2 separate regions of the Gossypium hirsutum genome follow, and region 1 is linked to region 2. A link is a contact called in public Hi-C data. All regions are on one chromosome and are shown on one strand. Each heading gives the region's core, a stretch centred on a gene start, on an enhancer-like site or on the middle of the called end of the contact. The rest is flanking DNA. Distances are from core to core; before and after follow the strand shown.

What was found. A called contact is a pair of places that touch in the nucleus more often than the background predicts.
Region 1: a Hi-C map of leaf shows a contact between it and region 2, with 4 times the contacts expected there. The contact joins the promoter of LOC107920268 here to the promoter of LOC107908756 in region 2. A contact is called at or near these places in 2 of 34 Hi-C or Micro-C datasets (both in leaf).

The regions. Positions count from the first base shown.
Region 1 is chrA08:75,179,149-75,184,878 of Gossypium_hirsutum_v2.1, forward strand. LOC107920268 (ethylene-responsive transcription factor CRF2) reads left to right here and starts at 3,702. Exons shown (of 1, transcript XM_016849921.2): 1 at 3,702-5,730. The coding sequence starts at 4,617. The coding sequence ends at 5,621.
Region 2 is chrA08:75,002,605-75,007,894 of Gossypium_hirsutum_v2.1, forward strand. It overlaps LOC107908756 (putative glucose-6-phosphate 1-epimerase), which reads left to right and starts at 1,264. Exons shown (of 7, transcript XM_016836056.2): 1 at 1,264-1,968; 2 at 2,043-2,099; 3 at 2,183-2,346; 4 at 2,448-2,582; 5 at 2,687-2,789; 6 at 2,853-2,952; 7 at 3,088-3,514. The coding sequence starts at 1,801. The coding sequence ends at 3,257.

The DNA of each region.
Region 1 (5,730 bases), core at 2,452-4,951, 180 kb after region 2:
TAAAACTTATAGCTTCCTTTACAATTTAATCCCTTAATCAATTCTAACTTGAAATTCATTCAATTAAATCCCTATTTCAATGATTTGTTCAACATAACCCATGTCTAAAAATCATCTAACTTTCAAAATTTCCACTTACATCAAGTAATATTTGTCTTTAGGACTCCAAAAACATCAAAATTGCAAGAAAAGGACTAAATTGACTTACCAAATTAAACTTTAAGCTTCAAAACCCTAATTTTCCCTTTTTCTTTTTCTCCTTTCTTTTTCTTCCGTATTTCATTCCACCTTCTCTGTTCTCTTTCTTTTGTTTCTTTATTTTATTCTTTTATTTCTTTTATGTTTTAATTAATTAATAGTTAATATAATATATTATAATTAATAAATATCTTATACTTAAAGTATAAGTTAATATATATAAATACAATTATTACAAATGTATAAATTTTATACTACACATTTGTCCCCATATGGTTTATTTACTAATTTAGTCCTTTGACTTTTCTCTATTCCACAATTCAACTTTTACCATTTATTTAATCTAGTCTTTTCACTAAATTAGTCTTAATTCAAGCTAATTTACTTAGCCAAAATCTAATTAACTATACTCCTAACTTCGTAAATATTTCTAATAAATATTTATGAATTCATTTTACGGAAATTAATAACCCAAAAGTACATTTTTCTGATACTCTTAAACTTTGGGTTGTTACAAATCAAAATATATTTTCTCAAAATTTTCCCTCACTCATGATTTTCAAAAGAATGGTAATATAAATGCTTAGCAAATATATTCAAATAGTCATTTGAAAAACTAGTATTCAAGATTGAATACGTAGAATATGAGAAATATGTGATGTTTTCATGAGGGGGAGTAAATACGCGTTGCTCTCTTTTTCCCTTAACCAAGGTTTTATCCCATTGAGTTTTTCTTGGTAAGATTTTTAATGAGATAACATATTATGTGTATTATAGATTGTGTACTATTTTTCCTTTATTAGGGTTTTATCCCACAGGGTTTTTCTTAATAAGGTTTTAATGAGACACATTATTTACCAATGGACATCCAATGGGGAGTGTTATGAATATCTTATTAAGTGGATGTCCATGTCCATCATGATCAAGATAAAGTTTTAATATACTTTAAATTCTAATAGTTATTAGAATTAGATATCTACTTCTTTTATACTTCTTATACCTATAAATAGAGACTTTAATGAAGCATTGTAATCATCCCTTTGATCAATAAAATATATTCGTTATTGCTTTCATATTTTCTTTATTCTCTTCATCTCTATTTTATAACAGTTTTCAAGTTTTTTATTTTTAATTAATAACTATTTTATTTATAAAATCAAATAATAAATATTTAATTATTTTTTAAAAACATCAACTAATTCTTTAGATATATTCTTCTTTATATATAATATTTATATGTAAAATATTTCTTTTCTCCACCTATATTGTGAGGGTATAGTGATTTCTAATATTATAATATCAAATAATATTTCAAATATCATTGTTTTTCATCTACATTGTGAGTATGATATTTCAAATTTTTTTATATGTGCAATATTTCAAATACACATACAAAAATATATAATATGTCAATTTACTACTCTCATTATGTGGATTGAAAAATAAATATTACACATATAAAAAATATATTTACTAAAAACTAATTATATTTGCAATAAATTTTTTTGATGATTTACAATAACAGAGCAAAGCCTGAATAACCAATGCAACAAATATGACTTGAACTCAAACCACACTTGAGGTGATAAACATCCTTGATCATCAGGCCATCAAATGGGATTCAATATTTGCAATAATTATTTTATTTTATAAATAAAATAATTATTAATTAAAAATATGAATTAAAAATAAAAACTTAAAAACAATATATTTATTAATTATAAACACTAATTAAAAAAAAGCTTGAAACAACATTAAAAAATACATATTAAAATGTTTATAAGAAGAATTGAACTTAGGCCTCAAAGATAAGATTAAAATTATCTAGCCATCTAATTAAAGGAGTTAATGTGTTAAAAATATTAATTAAAAAAACTTTAAACAACATGAAATAAAAACTACAAAGTGTTAGCAGGAGAGGAATTGAACCCAAGACTTAAGTTAAAAATACTAACACTTAACCACTTAACAAAAAACTTAATTTGTCAATTTTTGGTGAAAGAATGTTTTGTAAAACGCGTTTTTATTGACACGACAATGAAAACACACTTTATAAAACACGCTTTTCCTTTTTTTTTTTTTAAAATAGCGTAGATCGATAAATTTCGAAAGTTTCAGCATACTTTCTCAAATTATTTTCTTTTCGGCATATATATATTAGCGTATAGAAACTCATCTAAATTTCTCATTCAAATAAAGAGAAAAGAACACGAGAAAACAACGTTCAAATAAGTAACTGTCCCTAACAAATTGAGAAACTCAGTAAATTCCTGTCTTTATTTACCTTAAATTCTCCTAACCGATAAAAAGAAGAAAAAGGAAAATGTGATTCATCATCGCGTGATCTAATTAAAAAGTTGTACGTTAAATCTATACCGTAAAAACACCAAATATTGTTGTTATTTTTTAGGGTTTAATTATATCTAAGACTATTAAATTATTTGTAAGTTTACTTTTGATCACTCAATTTTAAAAAGTTACAAAATAGTCATTAAACTATTCAAAAAAATTCATTTATGTCACTTAACTATTCAAAAAATTTTATTTAAGTTATTGAGCTTTAATCCTTTTTAAAGTCCGGCTAGCAAGCTACAAGTGGCGATTTGACAATCGGTATGATAAATTAGTACCCATCAAAGAGTAGAAAAATATATGCTAGATCTAAGTAGATTTGACAGTTAGGGTCATAGATCAAGGAATAATATTGTTTGGATTTTATTCACAGATTCGTAATGTTTAAAATTGTTCCATAAAAAAAATAAACTGTGAAAGAGAAGGAAAATGAGAGATTTCGATTGATGCAGGTAATGCAAACATAAAATGCTATATGGCAACGATTTTAATAGTCCAATTACTTAAATGAAAACTTTTACATAGTTCAATAACCATTTTATAATTTTTTAAAATTGAGTAACCAAAACATAAACTTATTAATAGTTTAATTAGCTTAGTCAAATTTATCCTATTAAATGATACGTTGCTAATTAGATAAATTGACCCTATGTTTCATCTGACGGCTAATATTTACTGTCGGCAGAACAAGTTGTTGGAGCCAATCAAAACTCGGGGCTACTCAAAGAAATAATAATAAATACTAGACACGTTTCAACCTCACACTGTGCTTGAATACATTCGAAAAAATACCCTCCCTACACACCACAGCGTGGTCATTAAATAAAAAGGTTAAAAAAATAGCACCACGTTAGTCTCAGTTGTAGTAAAATTTACCAGCTGTATAACTGCTTGGTCTGCAGCAGCTGTAATCTAACCAACTCTGGCAGTCATAAAATGACGAAAATGCCTATACAAGGTAAAAAAACGGAAGATTAACTAAGGAATTATGGAGGCAATTAAAGGTAGGAGTGGGTGTTAATCATTAACTACCGGTTCTAATTTTAGTCAAAGGGAGAGGAGTGGACTGACCCGAGTGTCTGGTGTCACGTGACCTGAATCTCTGATTTCAAGATTAAATCTTTTTTGGACAACACCTAGACACCTAGTCAGCATTCCCCCCGGTTCACCCTCCCGTTGGATCTTTCTGTTTTCAGCCGGAATCTCATTATCGCCGATATGTCCCCGCCCTTTCTCTAACAACTTTTTTAAAAAAATGAATAAATAAATAAAAATATATGGCATTTTAACCTTGAGCAAATTACGGCTGGTCCTATAAAATAGCTCAACTTTCGGTATATGCCTCAAATCTCTGCTTCATTTTTTCTGTCTTTTTACTCTCTTATCTATCAAAAGAGCTATTCTTCACTCCTCTTTGCGTTCTTTTCCCTTTTCCTTTTTCTTTTCCGTTTCCCTTTCTTTCTTTTAAGAATTTTCTTTTTCTTTATGTTTCCTGGAGAAAGTACTGTATATCATCAGAAAGCAATTTGTGTTCTTAGTTTCTTTTAGGGTTTGGTTTTGAAAGTTACCCAAAATAGCAAGTCTGTGCTCTGTCAAGTGACTAAGAAAAGGCACTGTCTAGTGGTTTTTTTTTGCTCGCGGCATCTTCCCTTTTTCTTTTATCCTCTGCAACTTTTACCTACAGTTTTCTTTCTTTTCTTCTTTTTCTTCGCTCCGTTCTCCCACTACTGGTTTTTGCCATCGGGGTGCTTTCCGTACTGCTTGTTTAAGCGCACTATCGTTTTTTTGGGGATAACTTTCCTTGAAATTTCTCGTGCTCTTAAGTACTTTTTGAGTAAAACTTTTAACAGATTAATGGTGGGCTTCTCTTCATTTCCAGCTTCTCATTAACGTGTTCATTGTTCAGCTTTCCTTTTTAGCCCTTTATTCTCCTGGTGTCAAGTCTCAAAGGAATCCCTTCTTTTCCCTCCGCTTTTATTTGACTCCCCTTCCCACTCTCTCTCAATGAGACCAAGTAATAGAAGTTGAAAACCTGCATATACAAAGGCAAAATCGAAAAAAAAAGAATGGATCATTGTTCTGTTTCTTCAATCAAATACACAGAACATCGCAATCAAACCAAGCTCCTTTCACCACTGTTAAATGTCAAAGTCGAAAACCAACCAGAAATGAAGCCTCGAATTGTTCGGATATCAGTTACTGATGCTGACGCTACTGATTCCTCCAGCGACGAAGACGAAGAACAAACAACCCGAAGAGTCAAGAAATTCGTGAACGAGATAACTATCGGTTCATCATCATGTCCTGCCCAGAACGACGCTGCTTTCAGAAGTAAATCGTCGACTTTGTCCAGGAATTCTAGAAAAAGGCCGGCGGCTGTTGCTGTAGCAAAAGCGTCCTCGGCTAAGGTATTACCAGCCGGGAAGAAATTCAGAGGAGTAAGGCAACGGCCTTGGGGAAAATGGGCGGCTGAGATCAGGGACCCGCTAAGGCGTGTACGTTTATGGTTGGGTACCTATGACACCGCCGAAGAAGCAGCAATGGTGTACGACAACGCGGCTATTCAGCTGCGTGGTCCCGACGCGCTCACTAACTTTACCACTCCCCAGCAAAAATCACTGCAAGACAAAAACAGCCAAAAGCCGTTATCCAGCTCAGAGTACAACTCCATGGAAGAATCCCACACCACCACCACCAATCTTTGCTCCCCAACCTCCATTCTTCGTTGTCCTTCGCTTTCGACCGACGAAGTCGATTCGTCGCAAAGCGTCAAAGAATCTCGAGAAATCGAGAGCGAACCTCGGGAGGATTCTTGCTGCATATCCAGAGAACACGTGTCGGATTTCTCCAGCAACCCATTCTCTATTCCAAGTGACATATTTAGTTCAGTACCGGATTTGTTCGACGACGATACGAGTTTTTTGAAAGATGATTTAGATAATGGATTTTTTAGTTCGTGTGAGGATTTCGAGTTCGAATTTGGTGGAGGTTTCTCCAGTTGGCAACATGTCGATGATCACTTCCAAGATATCGGGGATTTGTTCGGGGCAGATCCTCTTTTAGCCATTTGAGGGAGTGGTCCTTCCTTTTTCTCGTGTAATGCCAGTTTTACGGCAAGTTTTGCATCGGCGGGAACTGAAAATATCGGCAATTTTTTTCTTCTTTTTGTTTAATTAATAT
Region 2 (5,290 bases), core at 14-2,513:
ATTAAGTATTTTACCTATCATTTGGCATACATTTGTTTTTATTAATGCTACAATGGTAGCTAGATTACGGTACATTCACGATGTGAATGAAACAATTATGTAAAATATATATTTATAAACGTTTATATAAATATCAAATGAAGCTTTAGTTGAAATGATTAAGTTAAAGCTTTAAAATTTTTGACGTTTCAAGTTCAAATCTTATAATAGTGATATTTAATATAAAATATAAAAAAATATTTTTATGTTAATAATTAATACTTTATAAAAATAATGAGCTTTTAACCATTTCCAATTGAGTTGGTATCTAGTAGATGCATGACACCAACTTAACTAAGAATTTAAATAAAAGTATAGATTAACCATGTGCTTCATTAGTATTAGTTGTATATTGATAGTTTATCCTTAGATATTATATTTTAGGGATCTAATTATTACAAATTTTAGAGTGTTTTTAGATTATTTTAAGTTTTTTAGAGTCTCGACTGGCTTGGGCAGCCATGATTATTTGATTAAATAAAATTACTCTTTCCGAGTTTTCTTTTGATCAAAAATTGTTTTTTGTTTCTTAGAAGCATCTTCCATGCAAGGTTGGGGCGAGCAGAGGCAATTCTAGAGGGGCTGGCATGGGCCCCGGCCCCCCTAAAATGAAAAATGTCATTTAGGCTTTCTAAATTTTTAAATAATTTTAAATTATTAAGGTAAAATTGCACATTATCCCCCCTAAAATTATAAAATTTTAATTTAATACTTTAAAAATTATAAAGATATAAACTACAAAAAATTAAAATTTCATTCAGCCCCTAAAAAATTATTCGGGCTTCGACCTGATGCGAGAATTCTTTTAACTTGAATTTATCAATAGATCTTTCTCCATAATGTTGCTGCTGTTGAAAATCCATTCTCAAATGGTCCAAAAAATTAAATTATAAAAATTGAAAGGTATAATTGGTATACATGTAGCATTTCCCTAATCTTCGAAATCCACTTGAAATTACCAAAATCTTAAATGAAATTCCTAAAACCAAATGTTAAAGTGATAGTGGGTAGTTACTCACACAGAACCAGAATTAACAATCCTAAAAAGAAATATTATTTGACAAATCCATTTTTAATTCTGTTAATTTGTAGTATTTAACTTTCAGCAGGTCGTTAATCCAGTTGAATTTCAGGTCGCATGTTAAGACATTAGAGTTTACATCATGTGCGGTAGCCAGCACCGCCCCAAGCCAAAAGTTTCTCCTTCTTGTTGTTGTTGTTTTTTTTTTTTTTTTTTTTTTTTGCGTAATTCTCTTGACTAATTGGTCAGTCGCCTTCCTAAGCATTATCCCATATGAGGATTATCTAATTATCTCTGACCCTTCAATCGTTCTGTTACTTCAACGAAATGGTCAGACTCTCATTTGCAGACAATTTTTTCCTCAACTCATTAAAACCGTTTCTGCCATAAACGTTCTCGTTCGATAAACAGGCGCTTCAACATTTATTTGGTTTCCATTTTGGAACTACTTTGCCGGTTGGTTCTTTGAAGTTTAAGACAGCTTGGTCATCCGGAACTCTGTTTCTAGACTAGGATTTTTATCTTGTTGGCAGCTTTAGTGGCCAAGAGAAATAAAGATAGTTGAATTGGTAGCTGGGGTTTCTGTTTCACATCACGTGAAAATTTGGTTTGTCACAACAAGTGTAACTGCTTCACTAATTGTTATAATTCAGCCTTTTATTTACCTCAAGAAAACAGAGAGAGAGAGAGACCGAGATCTATGTATCTGCTTCTGTGATGTCCTTGCTGCGTTTGTCACCATGAATCAATCGGGGCCAGCAGTTGAAGTCACCAAAGATAGAAATGGAATCCTTCAGGTTGTGCTTAGGAATCCTCGAGGGGCATCAGCAAGGGTCAGCTTGTACGGAGGACAGGTCCTTTCATGGCGGACTGACCGAGGAGAAGAGTTGCTATTCGCAAGTACGAAGGTAACGTCAGTTCTAAAGTTGTAGATGATATATACAGGCCATAGTCAATGAACTTTCGGTTCCATGTACTGTAGGCAATCTTCAAGCCACCATACGCAGTGCGAGGAGGAATACCTATATGCTTTCCACAGGTATTTATGCTTCGATATTTCCATGCTTATACGCATAGAGTTGATATGCACCTGGTTGATGGGTTATGTTCCAATTTTGTTAGTTTGGTCAGCGAGGATCGCTGGAGCAACATGGGTTTGCCAGGAACAGGATTTGGATCATTGATGACAATCCACCACCATTGCATCCAAATGATCCAAGTGACAAGGCCTATACTGACTTGCTGTTGAAGCCATCAGAAGACGATTTGAAGATTTGGCCAAACAGGTGATGTCGTAATCTGCCATGGATCCTTATAGCATTCATCAATTGAAATTTACTGGTAGAATAATGATGGAGTTGTTTTTTTTTTTTTTTATCATTTCCAGTTTCGAGTTTCGTCTTCGGGTATCTTTGACAGCAGATGGGAATCTAAGCTTGATGTCACGCATCAGGAATATCAATTACAAGCCTTTTAGTTTCTCAATTGCTTATCTCACATATTTCTCCATCTCTGATATCAGGTAAAGAATGTACTGGTGTATATGGCGAATTCTCTCAACATTACTGCACCAACAATTTCATCTTATGATGAATAATGGATATCTTGTCTTTTACTGATAAACAGTGAAGTTAGGGTAGAGGGATTGGAAACTCTTGACTATCTTGACAACCTATGCCAAAGGGAACGGTTCACAGAACAAGGAGATGCCTTGACATTCGAATCTGAGGTAAACCTTTCACTTTTTCAGACCTGAAACAGGTAGTAGATGCTTACCTTGATTGATTTGCAGGTGGACAGAATTTATCTTGGCTCTAGAGATACCATTGCCATCTTCGATCATGAAAGAAAACGGACCTTTCTAATACAGAAACAAGGCCTTCCAGATGTTGGTAATTAAGCTCTTGTCCTCTTCAATATTTCATACCATAACACCAAGCATTTGAAGATGAATTCACTGCAGATTCAAGTCGATCCAAACCCGCAAACCCTGTCCCTGATGTTTTAATCTTTATTTGTTTGTTCAGGGGTTTGGAATCCATGGGAAAAGAAATCGAAAACCATGGTTGATTTTGGGGATGAAGAATATAAGGAGATGCTTTGTGTCAATGGAGCAGCAGTTGAAAAACCAATCACCTTGAAACCAGGTGAGGAATGGACAGGCCGCTTGGAGCTCTCGGTTGTCCCTTCAAGTTGAACCACTGCTCATCATGTTTTAATCCCATATCATGCCTCAGCTTCTAAAGAAATGACAGCAAATAATACAAATAAAGTCCCCCACGGCACATCTTTACACGTATCTGTCAATTGAATTCCTCTTCAATTATTTATACTGCAAATAATAATCACTGTACCCCAAGTATTGGGTCATGAAAATCTCAAATCCTGCAAATGGAGATATGTTCTAGTGTTTCTCCGTAATAAAAATCAATTGCAAGCTAAGCTATTCCAATATTACGGAGTGTGGATTACCGGCCCACTGGGCTTGTGCCTTCGGCAACTGAATTGAAATCGACTGCTAACCAAAATTTATATTCTATATAAAAGCCTTGTATGAAAAATGTCCAAATACGTATCTTTTATTTTCAAATTTTAGTTTTTATATTTAAAATTTGAATTTAATTTTATATTTTAATTCTAATATAATTTAGTATTTTAATTTTATAATCACATTAGTTAATCTAAATAATTTATTATAATTAAAGAACTGAGGTGATTTTTTAAGAATTCTTAACATAATTAATTATTTTAATTTAGATTTGTTATAATATTATTTTTTTATTACATATTTATTAATTTAATTCATTATGTTGCACCAAATATTTTAATAGAAAACTTTTAATAACCTGAATTTTTTAATAAAAAATAAATGAAGAGAATTCCTAAAATAAATGTATACAAGGACATTCGAATAGTATAATAAGTAAAAGCATATTTGATATTCAGTTTTTTACGATAAAAAGTTAATTCAATATGAAACGGAATTAGTAAAAATGACCAATCAAAACAATTTAATGTAACCATCAATGTGTAGCTAGGCAGAAGGTTGGGATTAGGTTAGGCATATAGATAGCTTTTGTTGGTTTAGTCTTAGCTAGCGTTTGATGTTTTTTTACATTATGATTTTAATGTAATCTGATTTTTTAGAATATGATTATTTGAAATGTAATTGATGAAAAAATTACTTTACAATATTTGATGTACATTGAAAAGTATTAATTAAAATCCTTGAAAATTTGCATTATCATGATTAGTTCACTAAATATTTTCTTAAAAATTTAATGACAATTTATAAATTTATCTTGTAACAACCTGTTTTTTAGTGGAGTCGGAAACAGTAATTTTAACTAATATTTAAGAAGTTAGTATAAAAATATATTAAAGTTTGGTCTTTTAATTTTCTCAAATAGATAGTTAATTATGCTATAAGGACTAAATATATTAAAGTTTAATTGTTAGTTTTTGTACATAAGGGCTAAAGTGCATAAATTTTGAAATTGATGTTAAATTTCAATAATTATAGATAATAGAGGGTTTTAGAAGGATGTAATTGAGATCGGTTTTAAAATTCATACTCAAATTTGAAAGTTATGAAAATTTTGATTTTAAGGACTAAATTGAATAAAATGAAAAATTTTAGGTAACATTTGAAAAGTGAAATTGAGAAAAGTGAAATTGAACTAACATATGTATATGATAGGATAATATAAGATTATTAGAATTAATAAATTAAACTGAATTGTTGTTTAGATCGAGACTTAGAACCAAATTAACAATAATTAGGGAAAAAAGCAAAACTGTTGATTGGCCCTTAATGATTAAATTGTTTGTTGTTTTGTCAGATAAGTTCATATAGAATTTATAGTATTGTTTTATTCTATGTTTGAATTATGTTACAATGTCAATTTGTTTAGGTTAAACGTAATTTTGTTAATTTTGGCATCTGAAGGACTGAATCATAAAGTATGAATAATATGGTTATCATAAATAAATATGATGTATTCAATGGAAATGAAATGTTTATATTGACAAATGATATGTAAATGATTGCATTACAGGGATTGAAATGATTTGAATATGGTACTAGTCCCAGTGTGAACTTAGTAAATGACCAGGATACGAAAGGCATGTCATTAGGGTCCCAAAAAGGAAATTGAGTGTTTGATCAGATATTAATACGATGGCCTGAGATCCAACATGTGTTGCGGATTATCTAAAGCTCATATGAGC